Regions from separate parts of the Cricetulus griseus genome. Here region 2 is linked to region 1. A link is a contact called in public Hi-C data. All regions are on one chromosome and are shown on one strand. Each heading gives the region's core, a stretch centred on a gene start, on an enhancer-like site or on the middle of the called end of the contact. The rest is flanking DNA. Distances are from core to core; before and after follow the strand shown.

Region 1 (7,195 bases), core at 2,346-4,845:
TTCAGCCTTGGTAGAGGTAAGAGATACTGGCTGGCTGCTTTGCTTCTCTGATCTTCAGCTTGAATCCCAATATCTGTCTCTGGGTTTTCATTATTTGTGCTACAGACAGGATAAATAAAAATTTCCATGATCACCTCAAAGGACAGTCATGGGCACACAGAAAACATGTAAAATTACCTTCTCAGAACTCAAGGGTAGCACACATGCTTAGCACATGCCAAGCCCTAGATTCGAGCCCTGGCACCCACAATAAAATAAAAACCATGTCCACTATGTTATTTAGGTATGTATGAAATATAAATGGTATACATAAGATACATAAGATAGTATATACCTAAGGTATGTATAAAAATGAAAGGATTTCATGCTTAAACCAGGATCTCATTCCTCAAGACATCTTATTAGATGTATGCAAATATCCAAAAACAAAAGTAAATCTGAAACACTTCTTGTCTCAGGCATTTCAGATAAGGAATACTCGAACTGTAATAGCAAATTACTCTCTATGTATCAGATATTTATGCTAATTTCTCAGTATGTATTAAACGATTAGGTTCTCATACAAGCCTTCTGAGATGAATACTATTATCAACTTATATTTTTCAGAAGAGGAAGCCATAGCTTCCCAAGATCCTATACAGGAGCAACACCGCTGACTAAACTCAAGGGTTTCATATATATGGAGGTCAAAAGACAACTGGAGGTCAAAAAAGGAATCAGTTCTCTCCTTCTACAATGTGAATCCTGGAGAATGAACTCAGATTATCAAGCTTGACAGGAAATGCCTTTATCCATTGAGTCATCTCACTAGCCTTGAAGCTAATATTTTTAATCATCCAAATATGCTATGAGACTGGAGAGTTGGTTCAATGGTTGAGAGTACTTGCTATGCTTCTAGAAGACCTGGGTTTGGTCCTGAGCACCCATATCAGGAATCTCACAACTACTTACATGTCTGGCCTCTGTGGGTACCCGCACACATGTGGCATATTTTCTCTCTTCCTGCTCATTAAATAAACAAAGAATGTTCATAAAGAATCTGCTGTACATTTCACCAGCTGTACTAATAGGCTTTCTTTATTATAACAAGTACTTTAGATGAATCAGCTTATAGTTGGCTCACTGTTTTAAAGTTTCTGGTGGGGTCTATAACGGGTTGGGCTCTTTGCTTTGGGGCCTCTATGAGATGGATTGGAGTTTTCAACTCATCACCTCTAGGTACTTTTTTGTTTGTTTGGTTTCTGAGACAGGGTTTCTCTGTGTAGCCTTGGCTCTCCTGGAACTCATTCTGTAGACCAGGCTGTCCTTGAACTCACTCTGCCTGCCTCTTCCTCCAGAGTGCTCAGATTAAAGGTGTTCACCACCATCAACCAGCTCACCTCATCACATCTAGGAAGCAAAAGGAAGAAGCCAGTTTATCCTCCTCAGGAGCATCCCACACCATAACCTAGAGATCTCTCTTCAGTCTCCATGTTTTACAGGTGGCCCTGCCTCTGAGCAGCCCCATCATCATCTCATCCACGGACTTCAGGAAAATATATAAGATCCAAACAACAGCACCCCCGCACCTGCTTTTGTGCTTTTACATACACCGTACCAGTTTAATAATCCTCAAAACATGTTTGGGATATTGGCAGTTCAGTGGATATTCTCTTACAGTCTTGCCAGAGAGCCACCACATCCTTAATACTCTTCTTAAGGACTTCTTCCACATGTAAAACCACCAGGAACTGGCTCACTGAAACTTCTTCCCTTAATACTTAGGATTGAAATAAAATCTTTTCTACCAGGTCAGCAACAACAGCAAATTGAATGTAGGACCTTTCTTGATTTAAAAGCAAATCTGATTACATTAATCATTTTATTTTTTGTCTTGTCTTTAGGTCATAGGTCACCAGTCCTTTTTGTGAGGGAGAACTACTTTTCACTTTCCCCAAAGCTTTTAAGGAGAATAGAATAGAAACACAAAGTGATGTGTTTTAAAAAGTCAGTTCACCACATAAAGATTTAGGATCCACTTACTGGTCAGATGAAGGACCCCTGGCCTTACCCAAATGTAGATATTTTCTGTTATCTTTCTTCTTTTTGAGTCTAAGGTTTATTTTCAGAAATGACTTAAGCTATTTAGAAAAAATGGTACTCAGCACTATATGGTTTTGAAACATGTGAGTTATGGACCTTTGATGTATTTTTTCCTTCACACCTGAAAAAAATTGTCATGAATGACACAGAACGCAAAACTTTAGCCGAAGCGTTTAGTAGATACTATAACTAATATTCTGAAGTGAGAGGCCCAGGAAGGAAGTGTGAAATAATCTCGTGTTTTTCCTCAAAACTAAACGCACTGGCTTCTTTATGGGAACAGATTTTTCTTAAACCAGCCCTCTAAGAAGCAGTGGGATTGTTTCATGGCCCCTGGGTGCTTGCTCTGCCTCTTATAGACTGAACACCTAATACTGAAAGCGTGTTGATGGAACAGGTTCACCTCAGGAGCTGCTCATCTCTCTAGCTGAACTTCATGAAAAAAAAAAAAAAAAAAAAAAAAGCAACACACAAGTCCGGGCTTTGCCTGGAAACTAGGGACCTCGTAATCCCTTCTATTATCTGAGCTCTGGCCACAACAAGCAAACCCTATTTCAAGACTGTGGGCAACATTATTATGGAAAGCAACCTGTGGGTTAAATGCTAGCACCGCTTCCCAAGAGTTGTGCCATTTTGTGACATCCCCGAAAGTTCTGGTAGCATGTTTAGGAAAGGGGATTTATCTATCAGAAGAGAACCTCTCTGCGCGTTGGAGGAGGATGACCTCCTGGACGTTGACACTCCACAGCTTTCTGCGTCTGGGAATCTTTTGCATCCTGCCTTGCAGCCACACTTGAACTGATCACAGAAACTTTCATCTCCGTCTATGGAGTCATGGAGTCAGGAAGCACCACCGATGGCTAACTCCACGGGCTGGCTCTTTCCCGCCCCGGTCCCTATAGCCAGGAAAACCTGCTGTAGCTGCCAGAGGCAACATCAGAGTTCGCCACTGCCGACCATGAAGAGCGCTGGCTGCACCGCGGGCACCGGGAAGGACGCGCCGGGCGAGGCTGCAGGGCGCGCGAGCGGTCGGACGGGGGAGCGAGAGCCAAAGCTTGCGGAGCGCAGCCGAGCGGGTACCACAGTCCCGGGAGCCGCCTCGGAGGGAGGCAGAGCTCCTAGCTAGAGAAATGTGCGGGAGGCGGGGCCTGTAGGAGGCGGAGCTAGGGAGGCGGGGCCTATGGGTACTGTGGTTGAGGAGGCGGGGCTAGGTTAAGGAAGGCGGCGCCAGAGGAAGGCGGGGTTATGTGTGGGCGGGAACTGTGAAAGGCTGAGCCTACTCGGAGGTAGGCGGAGCTAGTGGTGGAGCCCGCGTTCCAGGGAGGTGAAGCCTCGGCTCCAGAGAGGTGGAGCTAGTGGCGTGGAGGCGGGATCCGAGGAAAAGAGGCGAGGTCCGAGTCGGAGAGGCGGAGCCTGTGCCCCAGGGAGGCGGAGTCCCCGGTGGGAGGCGGGCACGGAGGCGGTGCCAGGGCGGGCTGCGCAGGCGTCCCATGCCCCTTGTTGATTAGTCAGTGCCGGGAGCGCTGCTATGGCGTTCCTCCGACCCGCGGCTCCTCCTCACACTGTGCTCGAGGCGGAGGCTAGGAGGGGCCCGAGGAGGAGGCGGGCGGCCGGCCGCCGCAGCTGCAGAGCCGGGCCAGGGGAGGCGGAGGAGGAGAGGAGCCGCCGCAGCCAGCCGGGCCGCCTGCAGCGCTCCCCTGGCTTGAGGGCGCGGGGCGCCAGCCATGCCTCGGTGTGGCCGCTGAAGGCGGGTGCCGGCGTCCCCGCCGCTGTGCCTCGCTGCCCGGCTGCCCGCGGCGGGAGAGCGAAGCCGCCCGCCAGCCAGCGGTGGAGCGGGCGCGGGAGCGCGGGGCCGGAGGAGGTGGGGAAGATGGACCCGGTGCCCTCGTTGGGCTGCAGCCTCAAGGATGTGAAGTGGAGCCCAGTGGCTGTGCCGCTCGACCTGCTGGTCAGCACTTACCGGCTGCCCCAGATCGCGCGGCTGGACAGCGGTGAGTACCGGCGGGGCGCGCGGGTGCCAGGAAGGGTGGGACCCGGGGGGGGGCGGGGGCAGTGCTCGCCCCTGGCTGTCTAGTTGGCCTGCGAGGGCTGCCGCAGCCCTGGCGCGGCACTCCACTCCCCCCCAGCAGCAGCAGCCGCCGTCGCCAGAGAGGTGCAAATCAGAACCCTTGCAGTGCAGTTAATAAGGGCACCTTAAAAAAAAAAATCAACATCGTGGAAACCTGCAGATAGTAACCTTGGATGCAAGAATTACTCAATCTGGGAACCCTGAAGTTGTCTTAGGCAACTTCCTGACGAAAATAATTGGGCTCTGGGTGGTATCTTGTTTGGGGTGCTCTCTCCAACCGGTCTTCCCTATGTCTGCCAAGAAACTGCAGATTTCAGAGGAAAAGCTCCCGGGTGACCCAATGAAAACGATCACGTTTCTTGGAGATCTTTTATTACAGCTCGTCTACTCTGTTTAACACAACAACGAGTGATTTAGGGTTGTGTGCAGAAAATGTCTTTAGCAGAAGTGATGGTATGCTTACGGTTAATTATTAGCATAGCGCGCTTCCAGCTTAGAAAAAATATTTTAAGCCGCTAAAGCATATTGATTTGCAATCTGAGCTCTGAACCAAGAAATGCCTGTATTTCCTGAAACTGACCACAAGAAAACAACCAAGAACACCGCCCCCCACCACACACACTGATTATTCTGCACTGTGACATATGCAAACAAATATGTAGATGTGCTACTGTCAGTCAAGTGGACACCTTTAGTTTTGAGATGTTGGAGGGGACAGTTTAAGTTGTGTCTGTTTTTTTTGCACTTGTAACTTCACCCAGTTAAGCTTCTTGGGACTTCAGATTGTAGGAAGAAGTCTGCTCTGCTGTAGGGCAGCCGGGCGGGCTGGCACCAGGCAGGCACATAGATAGAGCTGTGGTCACACACAAGCCAGATCAAAACTGGTCTGAACAGAAGGATGCCGTTTCTTCAAGTCACAGGCACTTGCCTTATGTCTTGCTTTCTAGAGTAAAGTGTGTTTCATATGAGATGTGTAAGTGCCCCCAAAGAGGTCTTATTCTATTGCTTGTCTGTAAGGCTAGACTAGACACTGAAACACTGACAAGAGAATTAATAAATGAGAAAGTTTTGAAAGCTGGAAAACAACATTGGCATGCTTGCTGTCTTTGGCTGGTGGTGGTGGTTGTGGTGGTTACTGGGAATAAACTAGAAGTTTTAAAACTAAGAAGGAAGTATGTGATGGTAATAACTGTTGAATCCAGGGGAGGACATTGAGGCATATTGAGGCATTTCTACTTAGCGTGGGGGTGGCAAAGTGTGTTGTGCTTTAATAAGTAACTGTGTGTGTGTGTGTGTGTGTGTGTGTGTGTGTGTGTGTGTGTGTGTGCAGTTTCATTTCCTCCAATGTGCAAAATTGTATGTTTTGGCAGGTTGTGAGTCTTTACCTTTCCATTTCCAGACCTTCCCTCATCTCTGCAAACTCTGCCAAAACTTCTCAGCGAGGCAATAGAGCATTGGTGCACGTGGTGTGCAAATTGCTCAGACTTCCTCCAACTCAAAGTGCAGAGAGACTGTGCATCAGCCTTAGACATAACTCTCAGTCTTACTAACTACTTTCCTATCCCTGTCATTCATTAAAAGGGTCTCAATCAGCACTGAGCTCACCCCACACTTCTTTTCAAATTGGGATGTGGGCTGCAAGTCTTAACACTGTGTCCTTTCAAGCCTTGGGATGGATTTTGATCATCATGTGTAATTCTAGTTCTTTATCATAAATTCCTCTTGTGATTAACCACTTGAGAATCCAAGTCATACTTGTAGCCAATATTACTGTATACCTGATTCCTTCATTAACCAGTCCCATCTCTTTTTTGTTAGCATAGATTCTAATAGCTGCATGATATTCTGTGGGAATGCCTATAGCATATATCTATCTGGCCCCTTATAGGTGGACATTAAATTGTATTTATATCTACTCCCTCATTAGTGGACATGAAGTCGCCACTTACCCTACTTCATCTGTAAGTTCCGAGATAATGAGCATTCCTATACGTAGGCTTGTTTTGGGGATGAGAATGTGTTCCTCCCTTGCTGAGAGCACATGTGAATCTTTTTAAACTTGTGACACAATTGTCATTGCCCTAGAGACCAAAGGTTAGACTCATGCAAACATGGGCATTGTGGGAACAGCACTGGGCCCACATCCTTACTATATTGTAGGGCTCCTTGCTTGCTTTTGAAGTTTTTGCTAATCTGATGGGAAGAGGGACAAGTTATTTTAACAATTTAATTTGGGTAGACTTTAAAAGAGCCAAATCATAGATTCTTTCCATTAACATGCCACAGTGCACATGTGAATGTTAGGGGACAACTTGGGGGAGTCACTTCCCTCCTTCTATCGTGTGTGGATGGAATTCAAGTCATCACGCTTGGCAGCAAGTGCCTTTACCCACTGAACCATCTTGCCAGCTCTCCAGTGAAGAAATTGATCTTTGAGTAGTAAATACAGTTGATGAGACTTCCTAGGTTTTGCCCCCCAATCCTTCTGGGGAACCCAAAGGAAAAGCCTGGATAGTAGTTCCCTGGGAGAGTTGATAGAATGGCTGCAGAGGCCAACCCTAGTTATTGATTCTCTGACTGTCAGGTATTTTAAATAGTGTAGGCTTATAAATTGTTTGTAGGATCAGATTCCACAAATTCATTCAGAACCAGGGAGAGAACAGAGAATAGTAACTCCTGCTTCACTCCAGCAGTCCACACTCACAGCAGGGTCTGAGGGAGCTGCCCATTTTCTACTTCATCTTGCAAAAGTCCTAAAACCCTAGTGTGGTGCCACCCACATTCAAAGTAAGTCTTTTGCCTGTGGCTGATTCTTTCCAGAAAAAAAGCTAACATATACATCCAAGTGTGTCTCAGTAATAACTTGGGGTCAAGTCTCTTAATCCAATCAAGCTGTCAATTGAAATTAACTATTGTATTAGCTATAGGGGAAGTCCATTCTGATTCTATGCCTGGGGTGTTGAGCTGTGGGAACTTGGGTTTTGCCTTATGTTGAGGTGTTCTGTGGCCTTATCGGTTGTGCACCTGGAGACTGTAGATGCAGAA
Region 2 (7,195 bases), core at 1,831-4,330, 170 kb after region 1:
TATAAATAAAGAAATTTTCAAGGTTGTTCTTGCAGTTTTTCCTGAGAGAGTCAGACCTAGTACTGACTTTTCAAAGGCCTCGTTCTCTAGCCCCTCAGGCATAGGGATTCCTAATACTGTAAACCCCGTTCAGAATTGAGAGATTTAAGACACAACCTGAAGTTTCATAGAATCTGGTAACCAGGCAACCCCATGACATTCAAAGAGGACCCAGTACCTGTGTGGTCAAAAGGTGAGGACAAGTGCAGATGTCTTTTAATTTGAAGAGAGAGTATACATGTTCCAGTGAGAAGGGAACTAATGCAAACTCCTGTCTTTGGTGTCCGTGTTGTTGCGCTGATGCAATGAAGATCCAGAGAGGTGTTCCCAGGTGCTGGAGAAGAGGCAGGCATGTCCACCCTGCTGTGTCAGTATGCCTCACAGGCAGGCAGAGTTTGACTGGAGTTTCTGTTGTCCTCAACTTATCATAAAATCACTTCCAGCATCTTATTTCTCAATCAGACAAGTCCCAGAGTCATTCATGCCACCACTTCCTAAGCCTTCGGTCCCACTCTCCCATTCCACGGGGACAAGTGTCTGCTCCCCTGCATTGCAGAGCCAGACACTAGAAGAACCAAACACATGACTAAAATTTCCAAAGCCCTAAGTCAGGGTCCTAAGAATGCCTACCTCAGGAATACTAGGACACTGTGCAAACTGGATATTGCTAAGAAATTTGAACCTAGAAATAAATTGTTAGGATCACATGTCCTTTGATTGATGTGTAATGGGTGAAAACACATTATCTGCTAAAAATATTAAGTACAGAATATAGCCTACTTCTGCCCAGTTGGTTTCCTCTTATGATGCTTGGCTCACCTCGGCCCCTTCTTGTTTAGATAGTTCATCCATATGCTTTGGGAGCTGCTAAGCAGCATCCCCAGGCTGTGTACATTTTGCTCTTTGTGATGAGATAGCAACCACCCTTTGTGAGCTACCCAGTCCTTGGCTTCCAGAGTCTTCAAAGTCAGGATACTTGAGTAGATGTTGAACAGCAGTGTAAACACCCTGACATTCCTGGTGGTGGCCGGTTACTGTGACATGAGGATCAAGACATCAGTCACAGAATAACAGGATGAAGTTGAGTCAAATGAGGTGCAAGGGATGCAGCTCAGTGTGAGAGCACCGGTTCAGCATGCGTGAGACCCTCAGTTCAATCTTCAGCACCCAAAATCAAAGGCCAATGACCTCATTGGCGCTCACACTGTAAAACAGAAGAGCAGGCTGTAAGAGTGAGACATACACCTGTTTGGTGATCCCAGGTTGAGTTTGTGTCATGACTGCTGATAGATGTATTGAGAATTTCTTACAAGTACATTTTTCTTACAACTTGAGGCAGTGATTTCCCCTTAGTGATGGATAGATGTAAAACTGAACCAAGAGCAGTGTGTGCCACAAGTGGCCACAAATATTAGCTCCAAGAGATACAGGCCCTTGAAAGATAGTACATGTGGTGGAATGTTTAAGCTACAGGTGTGCTCTGGCCAGAGTTAGTGGGGGAAGATAACACGCTTGTGTCCTCCAAGATGCAATGACCCTGTAGACATGGCACAACAGAGCTTTAAAAATGGGACTTTAGAAGGCCACTCTCTAAACTTCCTAGAAATAAACCTTGCATGGTGTCAATCCTTCTAGAGCACACCTGTATAGTGGGAAATTACCAATACGGAGTCAGGTAGAAATATAAGTGTATTTAATAGGGAAAAGCCTTACTTACAGAGTGACCTAGCCAGCCGGAGTGGCAGCAGTCTGTAAGCAAGCCCAAAAAGAGAAACCGAAAGCGAAAACGCAGTCACCCTACATCCCCTGACCACGCCCACGAAAGCTTTCGAGGGCGTGGTCAGGCACACCTGTAGCCAGCCCCTAAGTAGGCGTGGCTACAGCTTCCCTACAATTCCCCTTTTAGTCTAAAAGAGGATTAAAACTTAACAGTTTAAAGTATCCAAAATTAACAATCATAAAGGTAAAATATAAGAAGATACAACAATCTGCTTATGTCACATTCTAACTATCTATGTTAACTAAACCCTAAAGTCATCTGAGAGAGGTATCCAAGCCTGAACACCTCCTTCCAATCCCAACCATAAACAATAGGAAGCTATCCCTAACTAGGTATATACACTATCCTAAGTGACATAGCCACGCCTACTTAGGGGCTGGCTACAGCTTCCCCTACACACCTGGGCTGTACTAAAATGAAGGATAGAACTAGAAATTGGCCTTCCATCTTGTACTCATCCCAACTGTATCCCAGTTTCCCCTGCCATTACCTTCCGCAAGTGACGGAGTGGCTTTGTGAAGTACATGTGGCAAGCCCTGTGCACATCCTCTACCTTCTGCTCTGAGGCTGGAAGTCAACAGAAGACAATACTCAAGCCGCCCTCCCCACGTGATGCTAGCTAGAATGGAGGAAACTGCCAACTGGGCTTGATGGTGCACACCTGTAATCCCAGCACTTGAGAGGCTGAGGCAGGAGGTTTTCTGTGTTCAGTGCCAGCCTGTACTGCACACCAAAGACGCTGCATCCAAAAAGAAAAGAAAGGAAAATGGAAACGTCTGCTTATAAAACAGAAACTCTGGGCTAAAGAGGTGTTTGAGCCAATAAGAATGCTTGTTACTATTCCAGACAATCTGAGTTCAGTGCCCAGTACCCATGTTGGGCAGCTCACACCACCTGTAACAGCTCCAGGGCACTCAACACCCTCCTGGCTTCCACAGTAGACATATACACACAAGTCAAAATTCTTTTTTTCTCTAAAAAGGCTCTGAGCACATCTTCTGCTACTTTATCCAAAGTGATGGCTCAGTGGAGATACTAAATAAGACAGAGGAAACATTAAAATGTAAACAGTTTTCAGATAACCAACCTGTACACACACTTCATCTGGCTGTGTCCCAGCTATCTACTAGAAAGAGCTTATGGAGAGAGAAACTGTAATACCAAATATGGCCACTAGGTGGAAGACTCTTCCACCCTTGATTGCCCCAGGATGGTACCAGCCAGTTCCTGACTTCAATGACAAGCCAAGGATTTCAAAACACAAAGCTGATTTGTCACGGGGCCTGCTCCTTCTTGCTCCAGGGATCTACTGCCCCCTTCTGCCCTCCACTAGCCTGCACTCACATGTATATACCCACATAATGCAGACAATTAGAAATAAAAAAAAATAATAATAAAAAATAGAAAGATAATAAAAAAACAACTCTTGCAGAGGTTGAGTGACTTTTATAAAACTACAAACCATTTGCTTTTTCATAGTTTAGATTTCTGTCTTTAAATGGTGTGATTGATGATTCATGTTTTGGAATAGTCACACTTAACTAGTTTTTCTGAACTTTGGCGATCTGGGTTTGAGGGTCATAGAAGAACCTGACTGCTCTGAGGAACCCACAGCTCACACCGAGGGCTGCTGAGTTCATGTGCCTTTTCCACAGTACCCCTATTGCCCTAGTTTTTCTGTTGCTGTGATAAAGGCTGACCAAGACCATCTTGGAGAGAAAAGCATTTATTTGGCTTACGGGTGACAGTCCATCATGGGCACAGCCAAGGCAGAAGTGTGGAGCAGTAGAGACCATGGAGCAATGCTGCTGGCTGGCTTGCTCCACTACTTTTTTTTAAATTTTGTTTATTTATTTTTGGGTTTTCGAGATAGTGTTTCTCTTTGTAGCTCTGACTGTCCTGGAACTCACTGTGATGGCCACATGTGAAGAACTGTGATCCACCTGCCACTCAGTTAATCCCTGATAAAGTCGAATTTGGAACATGGAGACAGCTAATTTCTCTCTTGCAGATGAGCGGTAGGAAAATGAAGTGCTTCCTGTTATTCTGTTATCTCTCAGAACTATCACCCAAGGGACATGCGCTGTGAGTAGCCCTGGCAGCTTCTTTGACAGGCATGGATTATTTCTTTATTGCCTCAGCATGCTGCCAGTACTCACAGAGCCCATCTTCCATTCAACAGGCATTGAGCCTTCCTGACTGTGACTCTCTGTCAGGGAGGTAAACCGACCAGGTTGTCTGTTTGTTTGTTTGTTGTTTGTTTCTGTGACAAATACCTGAAAAGTCATTTAAAGGGAGGCAGGAGTGACTTCATCTCCATCTCAGATGACTCATCACCCTACTGCTCTCCAGAGGACCAAAGTGCAGTTTCCAGAATGCACACCAGGCTGTAGTTGGTTGTTCTTATACTCTTTGCTCTTTGGGGTGGGGGGTGGGGGCACTACCCAGCTCCCAAATAAATCACACAGGGACTTATTCTTTCATATAAATGCCCAGTCTTAGCTTGGTTTGTTTCTAGCCAGCTTTTCTTAAATTATCCCCTCTATCATTTGCCTCTGGGCTTTTACCTTTCTCTGGTTCTGTATATCTTTTCTTTCCTTCTTATTCTATGGCTAGGTGGCTGGCCCCTAATATCCTCCTCTCCTTCTTTCCTCCTCATCTCTTCCTTCCAGAGTTCTCCTCCTATTTATTCTCTCTGCCTGCCAGCCCCACCTATCCTTTCTCTTGCCTTGCTATTGGCCATTCAGCTTTGTGTTAGACCAATCGGGTTCTAGACAGGCAAAGTAACACAGCTTCACAGAGTTAAACAGATGAAACATGAGAGAATTCAACAAATCTTTGCATTATTAAACACATTTTCCACAGCATAAACAAATGTAACTCATCTTTAAGTAGTACTCTACAATACCATGCTGCTTACAACTTCACATAGTTCCAGCCCCAGAAGATCCATTGACCTCTTCAGGATTTCACTAACACCTGTACTCACTTGTGTATCTCCCACACCCCACCCCTCACACGCAATTGATGTTGCCTTTCTCTGTATTGTTTTGGAGCCTGTCCTGGAACTCGCTCTGTAGACCAGGCTGGCTTCCAACTCACAGAGATCCTCCTGCCTCTGCCTCTGAGTGCTGGGATTAAAGGTGAGCGCCACCAATGCCCGGCTTCTCTGAGGTATCTTTTTTCTTAAAAGAAAGGAAAAAAAGGTTTCAGGGTTAGGGCAATACAGAGAAACCCTGTCTCGAAAAACTACAAAAAAAAAAAAAAAAAGATACCTCAGAGAGCTAACTAGCCACATTCTCCATGTGGAAGACATGATTAAGAAGGCAACATCTGTGAGAAGACAGGCCTTCACAGACATCTAGTCTTCCGTATGTGGACTCCCAACTTCCAAGACATTGATAAAGAATCCAGTCTATGGCATTTTGTTCTAGCTGCTCAAACAGACTTTCCTCAGGTCAGAATCGATGCCAAATCCTGACCTCTGAGTTCAGGAATGACATGGGAATGTTTTTTTTTTTTAAGATTTTATTTATTATGTATACAACATTCTGCTTCCATGTATATCTGCACACCAGAAGAGGGCACCAGATCTCATAACGGATGGCTGTAAGCCACCATGTGGTTGCTGGGAATTAAACTCAGGACCTCTGGAAGAGCAGCCGGTGCTCTTAACCTCTGAGCCATTTCTCCAGCCCATGACATGGGAATCTTATCAACATATACTGCATAAAGATCTCTCAGGAGTGTTCTCTCAGCAAGATGTATTTATCAGGTGGTTTCTACTTTGCTATCACAGTTGGGAGGGAAAGATTTTGAAATGATTCTTTTAGCAGAATGATCAAAGTATCTTCGAGAAGAGAATCATGTTTATTGCTTTATGTATGTTGAACATACAGTTCAAGATCTGATTTACAGTAAGTGCCCAGTTGCCTGACGGAAATTTGACAAGATCTTCCTGAAGATTAGTGAAAAGCTTCCAAATGGCACATAGCCACCTGCCATGTGTTCTGGAGAACACCAGAACCTGAATTTATAACTCCCACCAATCTCTTCAGAAAATTTACTTGGGGATTTAAACCCATGCCCACAACTAGGAGATAATTTGTGACCACAAAGGACTCCCCACCCACAGCCTCAGTATCCAATACTTTTAGCACTGCTGTAACAACACCGCCAGGAACAACATGAAGGAAGAAAGGTTTGTTGGGCTTACAGTTTCAGAAGGTTTTCATCCATTGTGGTTGAAAAGGTACAGCTGAGCACTTCAGTTCATGGTGGCCCAAGTGTGCTACAAAGACTGTACACACACACACACACACACACACACACACACACACACACACACACACGTATACACACATGCATGCACACACACATACATACACACCTTTCTCTTTCTACCGTGAGCAGTGAGAAACTCTCACCAGAAATCCTTATGTATACTATGAAGATATGTTTCTCTCATTGATAACAAAAAGCTGATTGGCTGATAGCTAGGCAGGATTTTTCAGGCAGAGAGAATGCGAGGAAAAAGGGTGGAGTCTGAGGAGTATGGAGCCAGATGTGGAAGAAGCAACATGGGCGTTCATAGATGAGGTGATGAAGCCTCAGGACAGCACATAGATTAATATAAATGGGTTTATTTAATTTGTAAGAGCTGACTGGAGACAAGCCTAAGATATCAGTCGAGCATTTGTAATTAATATTAAGTCTCTGTGTAGTTATTTGGGAGTTACTACTGGGACACAGAGAAACTCTGCCTACAAGAAACCAGGAAGATCCTGCAGCTATGCTCTTGGATACTTCAGTCTGACAATCATGAACCAAAACAAACTTTTGTTCTTTGTATATTACTCAGCCTGAGGTATTGTGTTACAGCAACAACAACAACAAAAAAAAGATGAAAACACATACTTTCCCACAAGATTGACTCTGAAGCAAATAGAGCAAAACTTGTTTCTTTGCCTATAGTGCTAAGAATATCGAATAGAGTTACATGTCCTTCCTCACCATTCTGCCACGTTCAGCATAAACTATACACTTACTGCCAACCATTATTGTCTGGGCTGGGTGGTTCGTTGTTTGTAGTTGGTGGGTTGGTTGGTTTTTTCGTCAACTTGACACAAACTAGAGTCATCTGGGAAGAGGAACCCTCAGTTGAGGAATTGCCTCCCTTAGATTGGCCTATGAGAATACCTGTAGGGAGAATATCCTTGATTAATGACGTATGTGAAGGGCCCAGCCCCTTGTTGGTGCCACCCCTGGGCACATGGTCCCCAGGTGTACAAGAAAGCAGGCTGAGTGAGACAGTGACCAGCTCCCCATGGTCTCTGCTTCAGTGGCTGCCTCCGGGTTCCTGCCCTGCTTGAGTTC

The links. A called contact is a pair of places that touch in the nucleus more often than the background predicts.
Region 2: a contact with region 1 is called in a Hi-C map of liver, with 3 times the contacts expected there. The contact joins the enhancer-like site here to the promoter of Garem1 in region 1. A contact is called at or near these places in 5 of 8 Hi-C or Micro-C datasets (the CHL-YN cell line, the CHO-K1 cell line, fibroblasts and 1 more).

What each region holds. Positions count from the first base shown.
Region 1 is chr2:215,726,896-215,734,090 of CriGri-PICRH-1.0, forward strand. Garem1 (GRB2-associated and regulator of MAPK protein 1) reads left to right here and starts at 3,596. Exons shown (of 7, transcript XR_004768373.1): 1 at 3,596-4,073.
Region 2 is chr2:215,894,836-215,902,030 of CriGri-PICRH-1.0, forward strand. It overlaps Garem1 (GRB2-associated and regulator of MAPK protein 1), which reads left to right. Exons shown (of 7, transcript XR_004768373.1): 7 at 1-25. Among named protein-coding and RNA genes, the nearest start is that of Trnan-guu, 9.9 kb to the left of the region's middle. Within about 2 kb of position 3,081, at least 2 of the 6 cell types and tissues checked have open chromatin away from gene starts, as enhancers often do.